Regions from separate parts of the Urocitellus parryii genome. Here region 1 is linked to region 2. Evidence: chromatin contacts called from public Hi-C data. All regions are on one chromosome and are shown on one strand. The core of a region is the stretch at or near the end of the contact, and the rest is flanking DNA. Distances in the headings are between cores, read along the strand shown.

Region 1 (3,148 bases), core at 397-2,896, 170 kb before region 2:
CACAGTTCTATAAAACAAGAAAACTTGAGGTGATTAATTTCTTAGTATCAATTCTAACTCTGCAATGTTAAAAATCACTGAAAATAAATTCAGAGGAAATAAAATCTTAAGATATTTTGCTGTTTTCCTTCTGTCTTTCCATAATCGACACAACTAATATATTAAAATAAAAATGCTGGCAAAGTTTATTTTTCTCTGTAGTCCACATTTAGACAGCACTGCGAGTTATAAAATGCCCAAAAGTGAACACAGGAAAAGACACTGAGCCCCCCCCCTCCTTTTTCTTTTCCACTTTAAAAGGTAGCAGTGGGAAAGAATAACTCAAAAAAGGCTTTTAAAAAAGGAATTATCAGAATGATAGGATTATGCCGAATCAGACTTCACAATTTCCAATGTCAAAGTGCACACAATTCAAGTAACAGCATTCCCCAAACTGTTTACTATTTTTCATCCAACAATCTTAAGTCAAATTCACTTGAAATACTTACTGTACTAGTTTTAAAAAAATGCTAATGAAAACTTGTGCTTCTTACAATACTGATTTGATCGTATTTGATTCTATAGCTTTCAATCCATAACACATTTAATGTTAAAAAGCAATCTACCCAATAAAGCAATCTAAGAAACACTGCTATAGGGTGACACATGGAAATTACCAAAGAACAACTTACTTTAAGTATACTGACACAAGAACAAATAAGCGGTTCTGAAAAGTTACACTCATAGACCTAGTAATGACGCTTAAGGGAACTTTGAGTGACACACCCAGGGCAGATCGCCACGTTAAGGATACAGCTCTTCCGAGGTGGAGAGGGCTCTCGCCAGCTCTGACTACTGCTGAATCCGGATCCTGCTCCTCCTCCCAGAGGAGGTCTGCCCCCCGGCTTGCCGCCTCGGTCACCCCCGCCTCGCCCCCGACTCCAGCGACTACCACCCCGGTAAGGCCTGCCTCGAAAGCGGAAACGGTCCAAGGCGATGTGGCTGCGCTCCCAGAAAGACGGCCGCGGGCTGCTTTCGGACAGTGAGCTGGAAGGCATCCGCACCGAGGGCGGATGAGACCGGAATGGTTCTTTGGGTCGGTAGCTGCTATGTCCCCTGAGGTGGCCCCGTTCAGAGACGTGCCGCGAGCGTGAGAAATTCCTCAGCTGCTGCTGAGAAGAGGACGATGACGAGGAAGAGCCACCGCCTCCGCCGGATCCACCACCCCGGGCCGGGTGAGGAGGCCTTCTCCGCGGATAAGGTAACAGGCCGCCGCCACTGCTGCTGCTACTACTCCGGCTCCGTGTCTGGCTGTTGTTATCGTCATCGCTGATCTCCCCATCTTCAAGCTCCCCTTCTTCCTTCGGCGAGAGGCCACTGGAGGCCGGGGCCGAAGTATCAGCGGTCGCCATCCGGGGAGCAGCACCTTCCACACAACCTTAGCCCTCCGTCCGGGATCCGCCCGACAACTGCCTTTCTCCTCGGCTCCTTTCTTTACTAACAGACCCGATAGGTGAGGCCTTACCGTACTCAAGACACCTAGCGGGCTCTGCTCCCCAACTTGCCCGCACCCCAGCTCTTTCTCGCCGGACCGTCGCAAGCCAGTTCCCTCTCCTAGCGCCCCCTTGCTCCTCCGCGATCAGGGCTCTTCCGCCTCGCGAGATGGGGGCAGTGGAAGTGGCGGTGTCCGAGACGTCACTTCCTACAGCACGCAGGAAACGAGGTTCCCAGCTCACGCGATACTGACGACTATCGCAGTGCTCGCCGAGATATGTAGTCTCTCGCCTGTCATCGGGTTCGCCCTTCGGGTCTACGGTTCACACCCACCCCAGGCTAGGAATTGGGACAACTGGGTGCTTGCCGGGGTGGGCGGACCTGCTTATTGTAGATGTCAGAACGTTTCTTGGTAATCCGAGGGGAAAACACCTCTGTCTTTCAATTGCTCCGAGGACCACTGTCAAAGATACTCCCTTCTGGGAACCGGGGAGGGGGGTCCGCCATATTGGTGAAGGCAGACGAGAGCGCCTAGAGCTCCAGGATGGTTGGCTCTGCGGGCGCAAATCCGCCATATTATTAAAGAGAAAGGGAAGGTTGACCCTCCTTTGCAACCCTCCTTCCATACACACCCATTTTCCCACCCTGCTTTCGCGACTAAGCTTGCTGGGCCTTTCGCTTGCCTCAGTTGTCTAGCCTTTGTCGGAAGAAAGCTTAGCAGCTCAGAACAGGCTTAAGATAGCACCGAATGAGGGGTAAAGGGAAATGCCGACCAATTGCGCCGCAGCGGGCTGTGCAACTACCTACAACAAGCACATTAACATCAGCTTCCACAGGTAACCTGGGGAGGGAGTGGGGGTGACGGAAATGGGAGATGCTAGTCTGAGTATTGCTTGTGTAGAAGGAACAGGAGAATTCTAATTTTTACCAACTTTCCCAACTAGTAACAAGGAAGACATCATTTTTGTCCATTGTGTTTCTCAAATCTGTCCAATTTTTCCCTCAGGGAAAGTTTTACTCGTTTTCTAAAAGCAATCCAAGTACTGTACGGTGACTACTCCTTAGAGAAAGTGACAGCAGGATACCTTAATTTTCCACTCTTTTTGCTCCTAAATATTAGTCCATGTCTTGATAAGAATGACGCCATAAGGGAGAGGATCTTACTCCCTTCCAGTCAACAGTCGCCTTTTGAAAAGCCTGCTATGTTCCCATTAAAACTGGAGAATTCTCACTAGCTGAACTGACATGGGAAGCATTTAAATTTCTAATAGACACACACACACACACACACACACAATAACTGCGGAGGAACTGAGTCATAATTGATAGCTATAAAATAAAGCAATTAGTGAAAGAGCAAAAGATAAGTAAGCTTTCTTGAACAGAGAAATAGAAAGAACCGAGGCCTTATTTCTCCTTCCGTTTGCTGGAAAAGCAATCCAAATTCTTTAACTCTGTCAAATCAGAACTCTTGAAGGCACTTTGAAGACTGCCTGGCATATAATAGGTACTTGGTACATGTTCATGTTCTCTTCAGGTGCCTTCCACCTGCCCAAACAAAAGAAATATTAAAAAGTTAAATGAAAACAATTCTGATTTTATATACCTCAGAACTTATATAATATCAGTATATAGAAAATCATATCTTTAACCTTTTCCCGACTTCACTATTACT
Region 2 (3,228 bases), core at 614-3,113:
GCAGATTTTTTATTTTATTTTATTTTTTGGGTACTGGGGATTGAATCCAGGGGTACTTAACCACTAAGCCACATCCCCAGCCCTTTTCTGTATTTTATTTAGAGACAGGGTCTCACCCAGGTACTTAGGGCCTCACTAAGACGCTGAGGCTAGCTTTGAATTCACCATCTTCCTGCCTCAGACTCCGGAGCCACTGGAATTAGAGGCTTGTGCCACCAAGCATGGCAAGAAGCAGAGTTTTGTTCAGTATAATTCCAAGGTGGGATTTGCATTTCTGTATTTCTAACAAGCACCCATGTGCTGCTCATGCTGTTGGCCTGAGGACTTTGAGAAGCAAAGGTTTAGTATTCTTTGAGATGTAAACAGGTGATTTAAATTAAAAGTGCAGCAGGCAGTAGATGTATGGGAGTATAGTTTAGGAGAGCCGCCTGGGCTGGAGATATTTGGGTGTTAATGGCACATGGGAGGTGACCATGCCAGAATATAAGGATAAAGGCCCAGGAACAGTGTTTGGAGAAAAAGGTAAAGAGGTCTAAGGATAGTTTGTGGGTAGTGCCAGCATTTGAGAGCTGTTGGAAGATAAGTCAATAAGAAGCCTTCAGTTCCCAAGCTTCTTATATACAGCTACCATTTATTGAGCTTCTATTTCTGACACTGTGCTAAAAGCATCAACTTTTCTCCAAACACAGGGTATATTTTTCTCTAACCACACCCCTTTTCTTGCAGGTGAGTCTCTTTCCTGATTCCATGCCTGGCTTGGGCCTGGGGGTCCTGGCCTTGATTGGAATCTCTGAGACCTAGAGTTCAGCCTTCCTAGTGGTGCTACACATTCACTTCTATCTTGGATTGTGCCACCTCCCTCGGTGACTAGGTTCCTAATAGTCACAGACCCTGCGACCCATCTTTTCTGCTATTCCCTTGGATTCCCATTTACTTTAAAAGCCTTTAACTTCTCTCTCCACTGGGTGAACAGAGAATCACTTCAACAGGGTCGGGGCAGGTGTTTTTGGTGCACAGGGACTTTTTATTCTGTTCTGGGCCTGGAGAAGCCCCAGATCCTGTACCAGAGCTATCAAAGAGTAGCGATTAATCATTCTCTGCGTTCTTTTACAGGACTGAGAATAAATTATTTTAATATCCTTACAAACCTGTTACCATACGTGCATTGTCTTAAGAGATTCACTACAATCACTCCATGCATAATTCCCACTTTGTATTCTGAAGCGGGGATGCATTTAGAAAATTACTTCAAGTCACACAGCTGTTAAGCAACTGAAGCAGTGACTCTAAATTATGGGCCTTAACTCTGGACCCAGGAGGGCTTGGTATACTCAGTTCCTACAGAAATACCTTGCTCAAAGTTATGTGTGAGTGGCAGTAACCAGACTCAAATTCAGAAACCTTGAATTCAGAGGGGTTAAAGTCTCTTGTGAGTGCATCTCAGTCAGAGAGCTGGCGGTTCTTTATCTTCCCGGATAGCTCACAGCAACGCTATGCTGATTTTACTAAGGTTTAGAGTGTGTTGAAGACTTGCTATGGCCACAAAGCCTGGACCATGATTGCTGGCTCCAAATGTGATGTTCTTTTTATCACACCAAAGATAAGAGGCCCGCCCTTCTAACCGCTGTAGGTGCGAAGTCTCGCCTCTAGGTTAACCCCCAATACAAACTACAGCTCATTTAAGAGGCGCCGCAGGAAAAAAAAGCTGGCACAGGTGAACTGTTGCACCAGAATCCGGCTTCCTCAGCGCGCATGCGTCAGGAGGCTCCTCTCGCCCCTCCCCTCGCACGATTCCCGCCACTCCCCGCCCCTTTCCCGCCCGGACGTCCTTTTAGTTTTGCCGGATGTTGTTGTGAATTCGAGAGACACGTGAGGTACGGCGACGTCATCACCAGGCACGCGCAGGAAACATGGCGGCGGCGGGTGTTGTGAGCGGGAAGGTGAGTAACGGCCCCAGGGAACACTCCCGGTTTTCTCCGAGACACGGGTGCTTTTGGTGGCTGGGTCCCGGCAGGGGAGGGGAAATGAGGGCTTATCTGCGTCGGGAACAGCCCGTGGCGGATGTAGAAGAGGAGGACTGGGTTTCGTCAGCTGTTTCCCCCGAATGCCGGTTCAGCCAGGGAGTAAGAGCCACCTAGGCCTTGGCTCTCTATGCTCTGCTTTGCACCAGAGCCAGGTGGTTTTCGTTTGTATTATTTTTATTTAGGGACAGGTGGCTCTCTAGTGCGGGGGAGGGGCTTCCTGACTCTAGTTCTGTCTACTCTTGACTCCAACGTCTTTTCTCTCTTTGAGACGGTAACCAGACCTGCAGGTGTCTTTATTTGCTTCCCTCTGGTGAAGGCTTCTATGCTACCTTCGGGAGGACTTGAGTAGATGCTTTGCAGCTGTGCACTTAGTAGAAGAGAGCCTGTTGGGTCCATTTTACAAATTACCGATTTTTGTGATGGTTGTCAGCAGCAAGATATGTTTCCGTAGAGAGAACTGGAAATTTGCACCATCCCATGCTTGTCTGTAAAGGAATTTGTTGAATCATTTATTTCCTAGATGTCTCCGGAGTGATTCCATGGGGGTATCTGTCGTGCTGTTTCACAGAGTGTAGGCAGTGACATCCTCCTAGTTCGGTAGGAACTAGGTGTGGAAGAGATTTCGTTGTGTATTGCCAGTTCAAGTTCCAAGGGCACAGTTTATGCATGTTTAGGGCTGTCAGTTTTATGACATGCAACTAGCAGCATTTCCCAGAGTTTGGGTATATCCTAAACAGCTGGGGCTGATTAGTAATGACTCATAGAACACTAAGGGCTGTTTACTCCTTTTAGAGAGCTTCCTCTGTTCCTTGAGTTTCACTCATACTCTCCCTGCTGCATTCCTTTCCATTTTGAATTATTTGATACCTTTGTGGTTTGATCTATGGAGTAGACTAGGTGGCAGAATAACAAATATGATCTTCTTTCTGCTGTTCAACAGAAGTGTGACCTTGGGAAATTGGGCAGTTACGACTGCTCTGTTCTTCATATGCTTAATCGGCAGAATGGTAGTGATGCTAATAATTATTTCTTGTATTAGAGTACTTAGGAGTACATAAAACTAAAACATGAAATAGATTACATCTTTCATGTACTGCTTCTTTTAAATAATAGATTGGACATCCTTTTTTGGATTGTTTGTTCTTACCAATTTTTGTCTTTTTTATTCAAGATAGATGCTGATCTTCTGCTTAACTTTCTTAGA

The links. Hi-C and Micro-C count contacts between places; a contact is called where the count stands out from the background.
Region 1: a contact with region 2 is called in a Hi-C map of muscle, with 4 times the contacts expected there. The contact joins the promoter of Zfc3h1 here to the promoter of Tbc1d15 in region 2. A contact is called at or near these places in 2 of 2 Hi-C or Micro-C datasets (liver and muscle).

The regions. Positions count from the first base shown.
Region 1 is chr5:45,474,993-45,478,140 of mUroPar1.hap1, reverse strand. It overlaps Zfc3h1 (zinc finger C3H1-type containing), which reads right to left and starts at 1,646. Exons shown (of 34, transcript XM_077798447.1): 1 at 794-1,646. The coding sequence starts at 1,391. Thap2 (THAP domain containing 2) reads left to right here and starts at 1,718. Exons shown (of 3, transcript XM_026386601.2): 1 at 1,718-2,309. The coding sequence starts at 2,239.
Region 2 is chr5:45,308,595-45,311,822 of mUroPar1.hap1, reverse strand. Tbc1d15 (TBC1 domain family member 15) reads left to right here and starts at 1,863. Exons shown (of 18, transcript XM_026386674.2): 1 at 1,863-1,940. The coding sequence starts at 1,911.